Regions from separate parts of the Mus musculus genome. Here region 2 is linked to region 1. The links are chromatin contacts, called in public capture Hi-C maps. All regions are on one chromosome and are shown on one strand. Each heading gives the region's core, a stretch centred on a gene start, on an enhancer-like site or on the middle of the called end of the contact. The rest is flanking DNA. Distances are from core to core; before and after follow the strand shown. Region 1 overlaps Gm40736 (a long non-coding RNA gene). Region 2 overlaps Gm20757 (predicted gene, 20757).

Region 1 (6,042 bases), core at 2,121-4,620:
TTAGGAGTTACCTGGACCATTTCCTCCTGATACTCGTGAGGTTAAATGAGAGCCGGGTAGCTTTGTATATCCCGGTACATAATTGTTCTCCTTGTGACCTAAGATTCTCCTAACGCCTTCCTAATCAGGGAAGCCTTAACATCACCTGAAGAACTCTAGCCCCAGACCTATTGAATCAGAAACCTCATTTTAACATCTCCAGGTGGCCCATATGCACATCCGTTGGCAAAGCTCTGTTAACAGCCAGTGCATAGAGGCACCTGGCGTCTGGGCTGAGGAAGAAAGGGCTGCACCTGCTAAGCCTACTTTGTGTACTTTCTGCAGGGGAGGTTTCTACCTCTAGGGTGTCACCAGGTTTCCTGTGTGCACACTCTTCCTCCTCTCTAATGGGCTTTTTCTCTCCATCTGTTTGCTTCTCTGAGCCAGGGGGCCTTAGTCTAGGTAACCACAGGTGAGACTCATGCGCGCCCCACCCCCACCCCGCCATCTCTAGCTTCCTGCCATGAGCATCAACCTGTGCCCCTGTGGGGTGGTTGCAGAGACTGATGGCTTGACATTTACAGTTCCTTGCCCAGAGAGGAACACATGACATTTCACCAAAGCTATACATAATCCCCCTTGATTCCTTATAGGATGCCGAGTGGAAGCACATTTTAAAATAATTCCATTTTACCCATCCCAACCCCATGATATTCACCATTGTGCTCAGTGGTAGGTAAACAAATAGCTAAAATACACTGTTCCCAAAGGAGTGTGTGTGTGTGTGTGTGTGTGTGTGTGTGTGTGTGTGTGTGCACAAACACACTCAGTATTTTTGCACTTAAGAAAAAGCTTGTAGTGGAAGCAACTGGGTTTCTTTTGACTGGCTGCGCATAAGCACAGTGAGGGGATTCCTTTCATCTGCATCTCAAGACCAGACGCCTCCCAAGAGCCCAGTGTCTACAATCAGGCATATTCCCAGAAACACTAAGACTGGAGACCACGTATGGTGGTGAACAGGTCTCTTGAGCAAGGTTGTCTCAACCATGCATTGAAAACACAAGCAGAAGCTGCCGTTAGCCTTTTAGCTACTACTGCGCCTGTTCTGAGCCCTTGCCCACACGCACAATTTCTATTCACTTTCCCACTCCTACCCCTCACGTTCCCAGCCCGTCGCCCACACGAGGAGTTGCGTTGGAATCCTGAGTTGCCCCTTTATCTTCTCTTGTGTTACACTTATTTCTTTGAGGTTGAGGGCACATGTGTGCCACTACGGAGGTCAGAGAACAATTTGCCCGGCTCAGTTCTTCTCCTTCTACCATGTGGGTTCTTACAATCAAACTCGGGTCACCAAGCTTGACAGCGCATGCATTTACCTGCTGAGCCCGCTCACCGCCATCTTCCTTTTCTTTTAGATAGTCAGGAATCCAGCAGGGGCAGCCGCTTCACTTGTGGTCAGGTTTCGGGAAGCTTGCTGTGGTTTTGTTCTCCTGAATAACCTCACCCATTCCTCAGAGGCCACAGCTCAACGGCAGGACAGGACGATGAACATTCTGCCTACCTCAATGAGCACAGCTGGATTTACCTCCTGTTAGGCCATGGTTAAACATCTGTACCTCCTCCTCGTGGCACTTATAAGTTATGTCGGAGTGTGTGTCTTCCCACCTAGGACTCTATAAATGCTTCCAAAATCAAAATCAGAGCTCTGTACACTCTTTCTACCTTAGCCCCATTCTGGGCTAGTGTCATCCTCGCAGAAGTAGGAAAACTGTAGGGTGGTACTGGGCATCACAGACATGGGTATTGCCAAAACTCCTTCTCAGGGAAAGATGTAAGCAATATCTATCCCTTCTCCTAAGGTCTCAGTGACAAAACAAGGCATGATGCGCCAAAGCTCACTCTAAAGAACCAATGGGTTTATCAGGCTTCTTTACAAAGCATAGGTTTTACAAAGCATAGATTACTTGCAGGGTTATTAATGCTACACACACACACACACACACACACACGAGAGAGAGAGACAGAGACAGAGAGACAGAAAGAAAGCACATCTGAAAATTGTTACCCAGCAGGGATGACAGTTCCCTATAGCCATAGGCCCACATGGAGGCCTTACACCCCAGCTTCTGAACCTATGTATGTAGAGTTATATACAACAAATGGGAGGACACAGCTGGATAATCAGTGAAGATCTCTGCCCCTCTATGGGGACTGTAAACAGTTGACATTCCGAGCTGAGGTCTTTTGCAAGGGAGTATAGCTGAATGTGTTTGCTTGGTCCTAAAACCGTCATTCATGACCATTTTCAGTTCCTTGAAAGAAGCTTTTGGAACTTCAAAGAACACAGCAACTCAGAGATGAGCTATTCAACATTTGCAGAAGTCTGGATTCCTGCCCCAGCTTCCCATAGGAAACACCCCCCCCCCCCCCGCCACAACCTCCATTCATAGTTCTCAAATGTCCTCTTTACCATTGTATTCTTTAGTCCATCCTTTAGGCCTGCTGAAGAGAAGAGCAAATCTAGGCAAATGCTTTATTTCACTCATTTTATTCATCATCAGTTCCACAGTTAGATGCTCTCAGACCAGATGGGATATAGTCTTCGATCACTAGTATGACAGTTCAGGGTGGCAGATATTTGCCACTCCTCTTACGTATCCCCTCTTGAGGACACTTGAATACCAAAGTTTAAGACTCGGGCTGCCACATATGTGAAGCTAAGCAGACCTTCTCTCACCTAGAAGGTAGCCCGTGCCTGGGATCTTATTCAAAGAGATTCAACCAAAGATTACTGTGGTCATTTAAATATGCCTGGCACCATTAGGAGGTGTGGCCTTGTTGGAGGAAGTGTGTCACTGTGGAGGGTGGACTTTGAGACCTCCCTCCTAGCTGCCTGCAAACAGTCTGCTCCCGGCTTCCTTTGTATGAAGATATAGAACTCTCAGCTCCTCCAGTGCCATGCCTGCCTGGACTATGCAGTGCTTCCTGCCAGGATGATAATAAACTGAACCTCTGGATCTGTAAACCAGCCCCAATTAAATGTTGACCTCTATAAAAGTTGCCTTGGTCATAGTGTCTGTTCATAGTAGTAAAACCCAAACTAAGACAATTACCATGAAGCAACATATATTCTTACTAAACTCTTCTGAAAATCATCCAGAGATATCTCATTCACAAAACCCAACATAACTGGCTTATAAAAACAGCTTTTCCTGACACTTTTCATCTACATAAATACCTTATTTGTGAATGCATATGAGCATCCATATGCGTCGCGTTCTCCCTAAAAGATTTGCCTCTCTCTCCTCAAGCTTCTAAATGCTTTCAAGCTCAACTCATGCAAGGTTTGGTCTGTCTCCCTTCCCTGTGTGCACCTATCTTTGATCTCTTGACTGTGGCTGCTACGTCCACTCCAGTGCAGTCTGCTTGGTAGGCCTAAGGGCCTGAAAGAAGTCACGAAGCGAAGAGTTTCAAGGAAACTTTGCCTCCTGGAACCTTGGCATTCCCATAGCCCATATACACAAACCCTGTCCCCGAGTTAGTCTGGAGTATGCCCTCTTTCAAAATTGTTTTATTATAAGTGCCTTTAAGGATTGATTTTTGACATATAACTAAGCCTCCACCAGTGTTCCAATGGCTCCTAGAAAATCCTTGAAGCCAATGGTGAGCTTGGAATTCAGTAAGAATGTTACCTATTCAGTAACATTCAAATTCACTTCTAGTAGAGACAGTGAAAATAATCAGGCATTACAAAGTACAGAGCTAGAAAAGCTCAGGACTAGTCTGCATAGTAATTACTTAGGACAATAGCTGAGTCTTGCCCAAACACAGGAATGCACAATGGCCTAGCAAATGGGTGGGTTGTCGAATGAAAGAGTTAGTGGAAGGGAATTTCCCTGATACAGGCTTCTTCACTAGGCCCAGAGGAATAGCATAATCAGGTATTTACTAAAGATCCCCTGGTGGTGGGTTTAACAATAGACGAGCACCTCGATCCATTTTCAGTGGTAAAAGTGGCCTGGTCCCTGCCATCTTTTGACATAAGCATTCCTTTTGTTTTGTGTCACTGTAACTTGGTGGATGTGTTCGCCTGGTTTTTTTGTTTTTCTTCTGTATAAAAAAGTCTGGTGTTTGTTTGGACAATACATTCAGCTCCAACACACTCTCTCATGTCGTGTCTGTTTGCCACCCCATTCTCTCCGACTCAATGCCCATCTGTCTGAGACCCTGATTCCCACGGATTGAGAGGGGCTGACTGCTCCCAGTCTGTGGCTTGTGGCCCCTGATATTTTTAATCTAGTCCTAGATGGCCTCTCCCAGCTTCTTGTCTCCCTATGCCAAAGTCAGTTCCTCATTGATTAAAAGAAAATCTCCTGGGAGAAGTGTAAGGTGCTTCTCTTTGACATGCAGAGAATTAACACAAATAGTTATTAGTCCTCCCCTGTCCAAAGGACTTGCCTAATAAACATGAACTGAATTGTTATTTCTAAATACCTCCCAATACGAACTTTATCAAGAAAGCATGGATGGCTCCACTATCAAGAAACAGTATCCAAACAAAGGAATAATTTTTACTCTGATGAGTCCTGCAGACACCTTAAAATGACAGTTGCAGAGGCTAAATTCTGTTCCACAGCCAGCAGTAAGTCCGGAGTCTCCCCCCACCCCCACCCCCAGGATCCCAGCAAAATTCCTGAGTCCTCCCCAAGATCCCAGCAAAATTCCTGAGAGGAAGGTGGAGCACGGACTCCATCTTCCGAGCTCTGCTGAGCCCTCTCTCGCTTCCTGCTTCTGCTGCATCTCTGTTCTCTGCTCTCTCAGTTCATGCCTTGAGGTCAACCCTTTATCTTCTCAGATTCCCCACTTAGGTGTCAAGGGAGCAAAGCCTGTGATGTACTGTAAAACTTTTGCTGGAGTTTTCTAGGTCACCACCAAGAAGTTATATTCCTGCATAAGACAGCAAAAGCTTCATCGCATCTCCTCTTGAAAGTCCCTTGGCCACTGTCACACAGGGGATCTCCCACTCTTCCTCCCTACTCTGGGCTCACACCAGTATCTGGACAACTTGTTATTTCATATACATGCATATGATCAATCCCTCAGTACCCAAATGAGACTGGTTCTTAGACTCCAGCATCCCCAGACAGCAGAATCTATCAAGTACAAGTTCCTTATATATAAAATAATGTAGGCTTTACATATAATTTATACACATCCTCCCAAATAATTTTAAACACCCCTATCTGCATATTCTACATGGCTAATAGAGTATTAATGTTCTGTAGATTAATATTGTTTAAGAAATAATGGTCAAAAAATAAGTATGGCATGTTCAATTGCAGGTGAAACCTTTGCAAATATTGTGCATTCACTGTTGGTTAGATAGATCTGAGTTGACCTGTGTCAATGGGTGTGGAAAACCCATTGCAATTTCAAATGCTTCTCCCTGTCATGCACAAAAATTCGGCTCTCTGAGTAGCCAAAACCTTCAGGTCCTCAACAGGCAAAGAAGCAAGTTGCAGCTTAACAGCAAAAATAATCTCACATGCCATCACTCTTCAAACAAAAGCCTTCCTCTCTTTTCACACACACACACACACACACAAATATGCCCATATGGAAAGATCTAAAAGTTTTCCCTGCCTGTATAATAATAAGGTGGAACCAAATATTCTCTCTACTCCACTAGACTCTTAGGTTCAAAATGAGCAGGGACAATCTCTTTTGTTTTCTGCTACTTCTAGAATCTTAAGTACAATGCTGACTTTCTCAGCAAATAAGTGGTTTTTGAATAATTTAAAATCCCTTTCAGGCTAGTGTTCTACAATCCTTTAATATTTGCATTTTTGTTTTCACAAAGACAATTTATTAACAGAAGGAAAAAAAAAACAGTACGTGAGAGGTACTGTTCACTGATGGTGACCATGGCAACCCCCACTTTCTACAGGTACTGTTGAAGGAGACAGAATGATATTCTCAACTCCCTAATCTTCACAGCCCGCAGGCAAGAGCTCTGAGTACTGAATGTACCCCAAGTCTAAGAGTTTGGGTCCAGTTCCCTCC
Region 2 (6,089 bases), core at 96-2,595, 860 kb before region 1:
CCATGGTGTTGTATGGAAGCTGTCCATCAGGCCTATCAACACTGGCCTTGCTTCTCTGAACCTGTCTGTCTGGTTTTCACCTGGTCTGCTTGGGCGGCTCATAGGCAGCCACAAGATTTGTTTCTCATCTGTAGTGTTCTTGATTTGGCTGTTTTCACTCCTACCTTCCTTTGAGCACCAGTGTCCACCTTCACTACAACATATGCAAACAACCTGCAGTCATCTGATGGTCCCTTTTCCATGAGTACCTACAGAGAGCTAAACCTTGCCTCACAATGATGTTACAAGGACCCTTGGTAAGAAAACACAAAGGGTGCTTCAGGGGTGGGGGGTGGGAGGTGAGTTCAGTTTCAAGTACATCCAGATTTTAAAAAGGTCTGAAACTTAGAAGAGCCATAAGTCTAAACTTGGAGATTTAAAACAGAAAGGGATTTATCAGCATGCAAAAGGTAGTCATGAATAAGCATAGTTTATCCGTGAACTCTAAGAAACCCCGTAGGGCTACTGTGAGACTTGATGCTCTACGGGATGCTTCAGAGGGTAAGAGGTCATGGAGAGCCCAGAGAATGGTACTGCACTTACTGAGCAGTGATTTCTAATGCGAAGAACCAACGCTGCCAGATGGAGCAAAGTAACCCAAAGAGATGTAAACATTTCCCCTTAAAAATCTGAACCCATAGAGCTTGCTGGTGCATCATCAGAAGCATCCCAGGAAAACCTTCGTGGTGGCTGAGTCCTACCCGTGTTAGAGCTCCAGTTTCTCAACTGTAGTTCCATTTACCTAGTCTTTTGATCTGGTTGTTTGCTCTCAGCTCTATTTAGTACCCTACTCAGTCTCATATTTAGCTATGAGACTCCAATGTCTTTTCTTTTTACAGTAGCACTCATTCAGCAGCAACTTTGTAAAACCCATTTATTTGGCTAAGCAAGTAACTGAAATCACACAGTCTCAATTCACATACAGCTTTGAGGCCAGTAAGGCTAATAATAAATCTAATATAGAAGGCGAACGATGCTAAGACTTGTGAAATTAAAGCACACCTCATGATGATAGGGCTCCGGAAGGGATTTCAAGGTCAGAAAAGACTTATTTGAGGAAGAAAACATTTGATGGGAAGATTAGAAATTATCTTGGCAAAGGGCAGGTGGTCAGGCTGTGCCACAGAACTCAAGGGACGTCTTCCAGACAGAGGGAGCCAGTTGAACAATTGTCTGCAGGCAAAATAGAACAGGATGCAGTTTCTTAAACAAAGGAAGTCATTTGAATGCGGTGACAGGATTGAGAGAATCACTTAGGAGACACACCTCTGGGCATGTCTGTGAGGACATTTCCAAAGATATCTAACGGAAGATTGAAAAGCCATCCTGAGTGTGGGTGGTCCCACCCTAGGGCTGTGTGCAAAACTGAGCAGAAGAGAAAGGGAGACAAAGCACGAGTGCCAGAATCCATCTCTCTCTGTGTGCTTTCTCTTCAGTGTGACCAGCCAGATTCAGTGGGACACGCAGAATTACACTCTGCCACCACGCCTTTCTACTCTGATGGATTATATCCTCTCTTAAATCAAAAACAGAAGTCAGCCCCTTTTCCCTTCCATCATTTCTGTTGGGGATTTTGTCTCAGCAATGAGCAAAGTAACTAATACAGAGGGAGAGAGAGAAGGACACAAAGTTCATTGGACAGGAAGACATAGTCTGTAGCATGCTGAGCCTTGTTGGGCATATTAATAGTGTGGTTTTTATAACAAATACAGTGGGTGACCGGAAAGGGGTTTTAATCGATCTGTGGGAAGAGAACACCTTATCAGATTTACTCTTTAAAAGTTTCTTCTTGTAGGTCTATGAAGGACTACTAAAGGGAATTGGAAGCAGAACGAAAAGCACCAGGGAGGCCAGCTAAGAGAAGAAGACAGGGAGGAATGAAAAAGGTGGAAAGATTATGTAGAAAGCTGGACTTCAGATTAGGAGGGGTTTAAGGACACTTTGACATCCCAGCAAGGGGTCCTAGTGCACTATACATGTCTTGTAAAGCTTTCAATTGTGGTTAGAGAGATGGCTCAACAGTTAAGAGCACTGACTCCTCTTCCGGAGGTCCTGAGTTCAAATCCAGAAACCACATGGTGGCTCACAACCATCTGGAATGAGATCTGATGCCCTCTTCTGGTGTGTCTGAAGACAGCTGCAGTGTACTTACATATAACAATAAATAAATAAGTAAATAAATAAATAAATAAATCTTAAAAAAAAAGGCTGGAGAGATGGCTCAGCGGTTAAGAGCACCAACTGCTCTTCTAGAGGTCCTGAGTTCAGTTCCCAGCAACCACTTGGTGGCCCACAACCATCAGTAATGAGATATGATGCCCTCTTCTGGTGTGTCTGAAGAGAGCAATGGTGTACTCATATTCATAAAATAAATGAATAAATTAAAAAAATATTTTGAACCCACTTCATACTTCTGGTGTCAATTGCAATTTCTATCCAAATGGTTCCCTTTAGTGAAAAAAATCCTAGTTTATGTCCTCCAGTTTCCTCTCTCAGGCTCAGGGCTGCATCCATTTTAATTGACCTGAAACCAATTAAAATTGGCTGACCCATCCTTTGCCCAATTCCTTTGATCTTATATTGCTGTGTGACCTTGGCTTTTCCTTCTAGTCTTCCTGGCCTTGACTGTTCTTCACCTATAAGTACAGAAATTCATGGATGCGAACATCAGAGTTCTACTCTAGACAAATTAGCATGATATGGTAAAGCCAGAAAATCAGACTTCAAAGTTGGTATTTAGAATGGGCTTATAAATTAGTTATAGTCCATGCAAGACTATTTATATAGATTGAATCACCTACTTACAGGAAGGTCAAAGGAACAATAGAGCAAACATATTAGAGTTGGGAACAATCAGATGAAGTACAGAGTATAGAATGTTCTTGAAGGCATTGAGTTGGGTTCCTTAAATAGTCAATATCAACAAAGGAAGAGATATCTGATTATACTCTGGTTTGGGTTCTAAGAGGTATGCATTGGATTATTGAAGACCTTTAAATGTGTGTTAGTGGATCATTATGGGATTGCTTCTATTGCACGGGACATGTAGGACATTATTTCTCAGGTGCATCTTTCTAAAGTATTAAGGTAAATCTAGGCAATGTATGTAGCTTTGTGATGCTTTAAGAGAAATATAGTTATAAATATTTGACATGTATAAATTGTGCACATACTTAGCAAATACATTTTCATTGCCCAATTCTCTCTCTCTCTCTCTCTCTCTCTCTCTCTCTCTCTCTCTCTGTGTGTGTGTGTGTGTGTGTGTATGCATGCTTATCTATCACGTCTGCTGTTGCCTTCCTTTGTTATTGAACTCCATTCCATTTTTAAAACACTGAATCTGGAGTTTTCAATTTTGGTTAGCTAGGCTGGCCAATGAGGCCCTAGAATCCTTACAAGTATACACTGCCATCCTTGTCTTTTACATGAGTGTTGAGCATCTGAACTTAGGTCCCCATGCTATTACAGCAAGCACTTTACCCACTGAGCCATTGACCTGGTCTCATAAGGTTAAGCAGTCAGGTGATACCCAAAATTGAACATAAACAATTAACCTCTAGCATTGCCTTGTGAGGAAGCTGATTGCAATTCAAACTGTGTTTAATGGGGAAAAAATGTATCTGTAAACACTAGACTCCGACTCAGCTCAGGGAGGAACTCAGACTCTTGGGGGTACTGGGAACCTGAAACACTCAGGCCAGCAGACCTGGGTATCACATATCACACATGGAGGGTGATGCTCATGACTGCCAATGGACTCCAGAGTACTGGTCCAACACCAGTGGCTCACTTCCCTTTGTGAGATTGTCTTGCCTATGTAGTATGGTAGTCTCTACTACCTACTTGCTGTGTTTGTGCTACAGCTCCAATGAAATTTTAATGTATGGGGTTGCATGTGTGTATGGGTGTGCGTGTAGAGGTACAAAGTTAGGTGACATCCTCCTGAATGCCCTCCATGTTCTTTCGAGACAGAGTCTCTCTTTGGCTCAGAGTTTACCAATTAGACTGAACTGGCTGCCCAGTAAGCCCCAGCGATCTTTCTGTCTCCACCTCCTTAGTGCTGGAGTTTCAAGCACTTGACAACATACCCTGAATTTTTGTTGTTGTTGTTGTTGTTGATGATGATGATGATGATGATGGACTCCAACTCATATCCTAATCCTTGTAAAGCAAGCACTTCACTAACTGAGCTTCTCAACTCTATAATATGATCTGTTCTAACTGGAAACTCCGTATCACTGTTGTTAATATAAGACTGGCATAGTCTACCCAGGTATCCCTCATCAGTTCGTACCACTGAGCCCATGTCTTGATGTTTTTCCTGACTTAACTGCCTTTGTTTTCATTAGCTGCTTCTCCTTCTATCTTGTCTTCATCTTCTTTTGTCCGGAAACCCAAATGCTTTGTCTCTGGAGGAAGAGTGAATCTGAACAATGGAATTGTATTCTGGGTTATGTGACTGTGGCCCAGTGCCTGTAAGTTTCCTAAGGCATGAGTAGATCCAGCTAAGGCAGAAGGTTAAGCAAATTTGAAAGGCTGTCCTTGAGAAGAAAAGCAAATAAAACTAGACATTAAAAATATATCTGAAAGAGAATTGGAAAAGATATCACAACTAATCGATCAAAAGGAAAAAAAATCTGCCATAAACTTGATCCAGTAAAATAATTATATTAAATTTCAAAAATCAATAACTTCCTGACACACTCCTAAAATACTTCCCCCCTCCCACAATGTGTATTTTTGGCTGCATTTTGTAAGTCTTTGTCTAATAATACTTTAAGTCTATTATTGTCTATGGGGATAATGAAAAGACAATTCCATCTTCCCTTTAGTGTGACCAGTGTTGATAATCATGGTGGGATTTTTTAAGACCCTGCCTTATTTTAAAGGCTTGTGAATGACCATGTCAGATGCCTTGCTGGACTGACTGGAGAAAGCTCCTGTGAACGTTCGTTTCCCAGACAAGCTGTAGGAGCTCGAGTTTCTGGTTTCCATGTGCAGCGACTAATCACAGATTCCCTTTGAGTTGGCAATATTCATTAGCCAGTTTTTTCATCAATGTCATTATAAATTTTTTGTCAGCCCTGAAATCTCACATTGCTATTCTGAGTGTGTTGGAGCAGTGAGGCCAGTCCTGGATTGGGTCAGGGCTAGCCAGAACTTCTGAAGGCACAGAAACATCAGCAAGCTATACAAGACACATTCTATTTGACAAAAACCACACATATCATCAATCCAACTTCCATTCTGTGGGAACTCAGGAGTAGCCCTGACCACTATGATGCTACCACGAGTCTCAGGGAAAGTTAGAGGGGGCAAAGGCAGCTGTGAGTGATGTGCATGATTCTTTCTGATTCTGTAAGAATCACACAAATATCAGTGCACTAGCAGAGCCTCTCAGGTACATGTGCAAATGAATGCCTTTGAGTTAAGCTATTCAGCCTTTCACAGTAACCAGAACCTCCATTAGGCTGTTAGGCTTGCTGTGTGTTTCTGCTAGCAGTTAAGACTTACTTAGGTTGCAATTAATTTCTTTGAAATACTTTATATGGTATTACACGTGCTATTGAAGAGCCCTAAATAAATTAAGCCATAAATATAATTTTTTTTCTCAAAATCATTCCTCAAACTCCTCTCTCTACAGCTTATTGAGTACAGAAAAATCTTCTGGCCCTGTGGTTTTCAAGCCTGGCTGCACACTAGATCTCCCGGAGTACTTTCAGAAAAATAGCCACGGGTATGACATGTGTAGTGGCATTCTTAAAAAGCTCTCCAGGTGAGTCTCATGTTCAGTGGGAAATTGATAGCCAATCTAATGGCTGAAATTTCTTTCTTTTTTTCCCTCTTCTGCCCAAATGTCAAAATATTGTTTTAGCACTTCCCCAATTCTTTTGAATGAAATATAAAAATGGAAGAGTGGAGAGGTGGAACACCCATGTACACTACAATAGGCATTGTGTAAAATATGCCGAGTTTATTCATTTGCTAGAAAGGTAGAAATTCCTGGCCCGATGGTGCTGACAGGGTGAGACAGGAGGCAGACAACACAA

Evidence for each region. Capture Hi-C pulls out chosen DNA fragments and counts their contacts.
Region 2: a contact with region 1 is called in a capture Hi-C map of embryonic stem cells, with 4 times the contacts expected there. The contact joins two enhancer-like sites. A contact is called at or near these places in 1 of 484 Hi-C or Micro-C datasets (embryonic stem cells), 2 of 115 datasets of contacts at active chromatin or transcription factors (cardiomyocytes and embryonic stem cells) and 1 of 9 other capture datasets (embryonic stem cells).

Annotation. Positions count from the first base shown.
Region 1 is chr10:91,423,604-91,429,645 of GRCm38.p6, reverse strand. The region is part of intron 2 of Gm40736 (a long non-coding RNA gene); the gene reads right to left. Among named protein-coding and RNA genes, the nearest start is that of Gm40736, 16 kb to the right of the region's middle. Within about 2 kb of position 3,370, at least 5 of the 459 cell types and tissues checked have an H3K27ac peak or open chromatin away from gene starts, as enhancers often do. A contact at or near this core is called in embryonic stem cells, where this site is marked.
Region 2 is chr10:92,284,662-92,290,750 of GRCm38.p6, reverse strand. It overlaps Gm20757 (predicted gene, 20757), which reads left to right. Exons shown (of 9, transcript NR_046027.1): 3 at 5,684-5,815. Among named protein-coding and RNA genes, the nearest start is that of Gm20757, 88 kb to the left of the region's middle. Within about 2 kb of position 1,345, at least 6 of the 459 cell types and tissues checked have an H3K27ac peak or open chromatin away from gene starts, as enhancers often do. A contact at or near this core is called in embryonic stem cells, where this site is marked.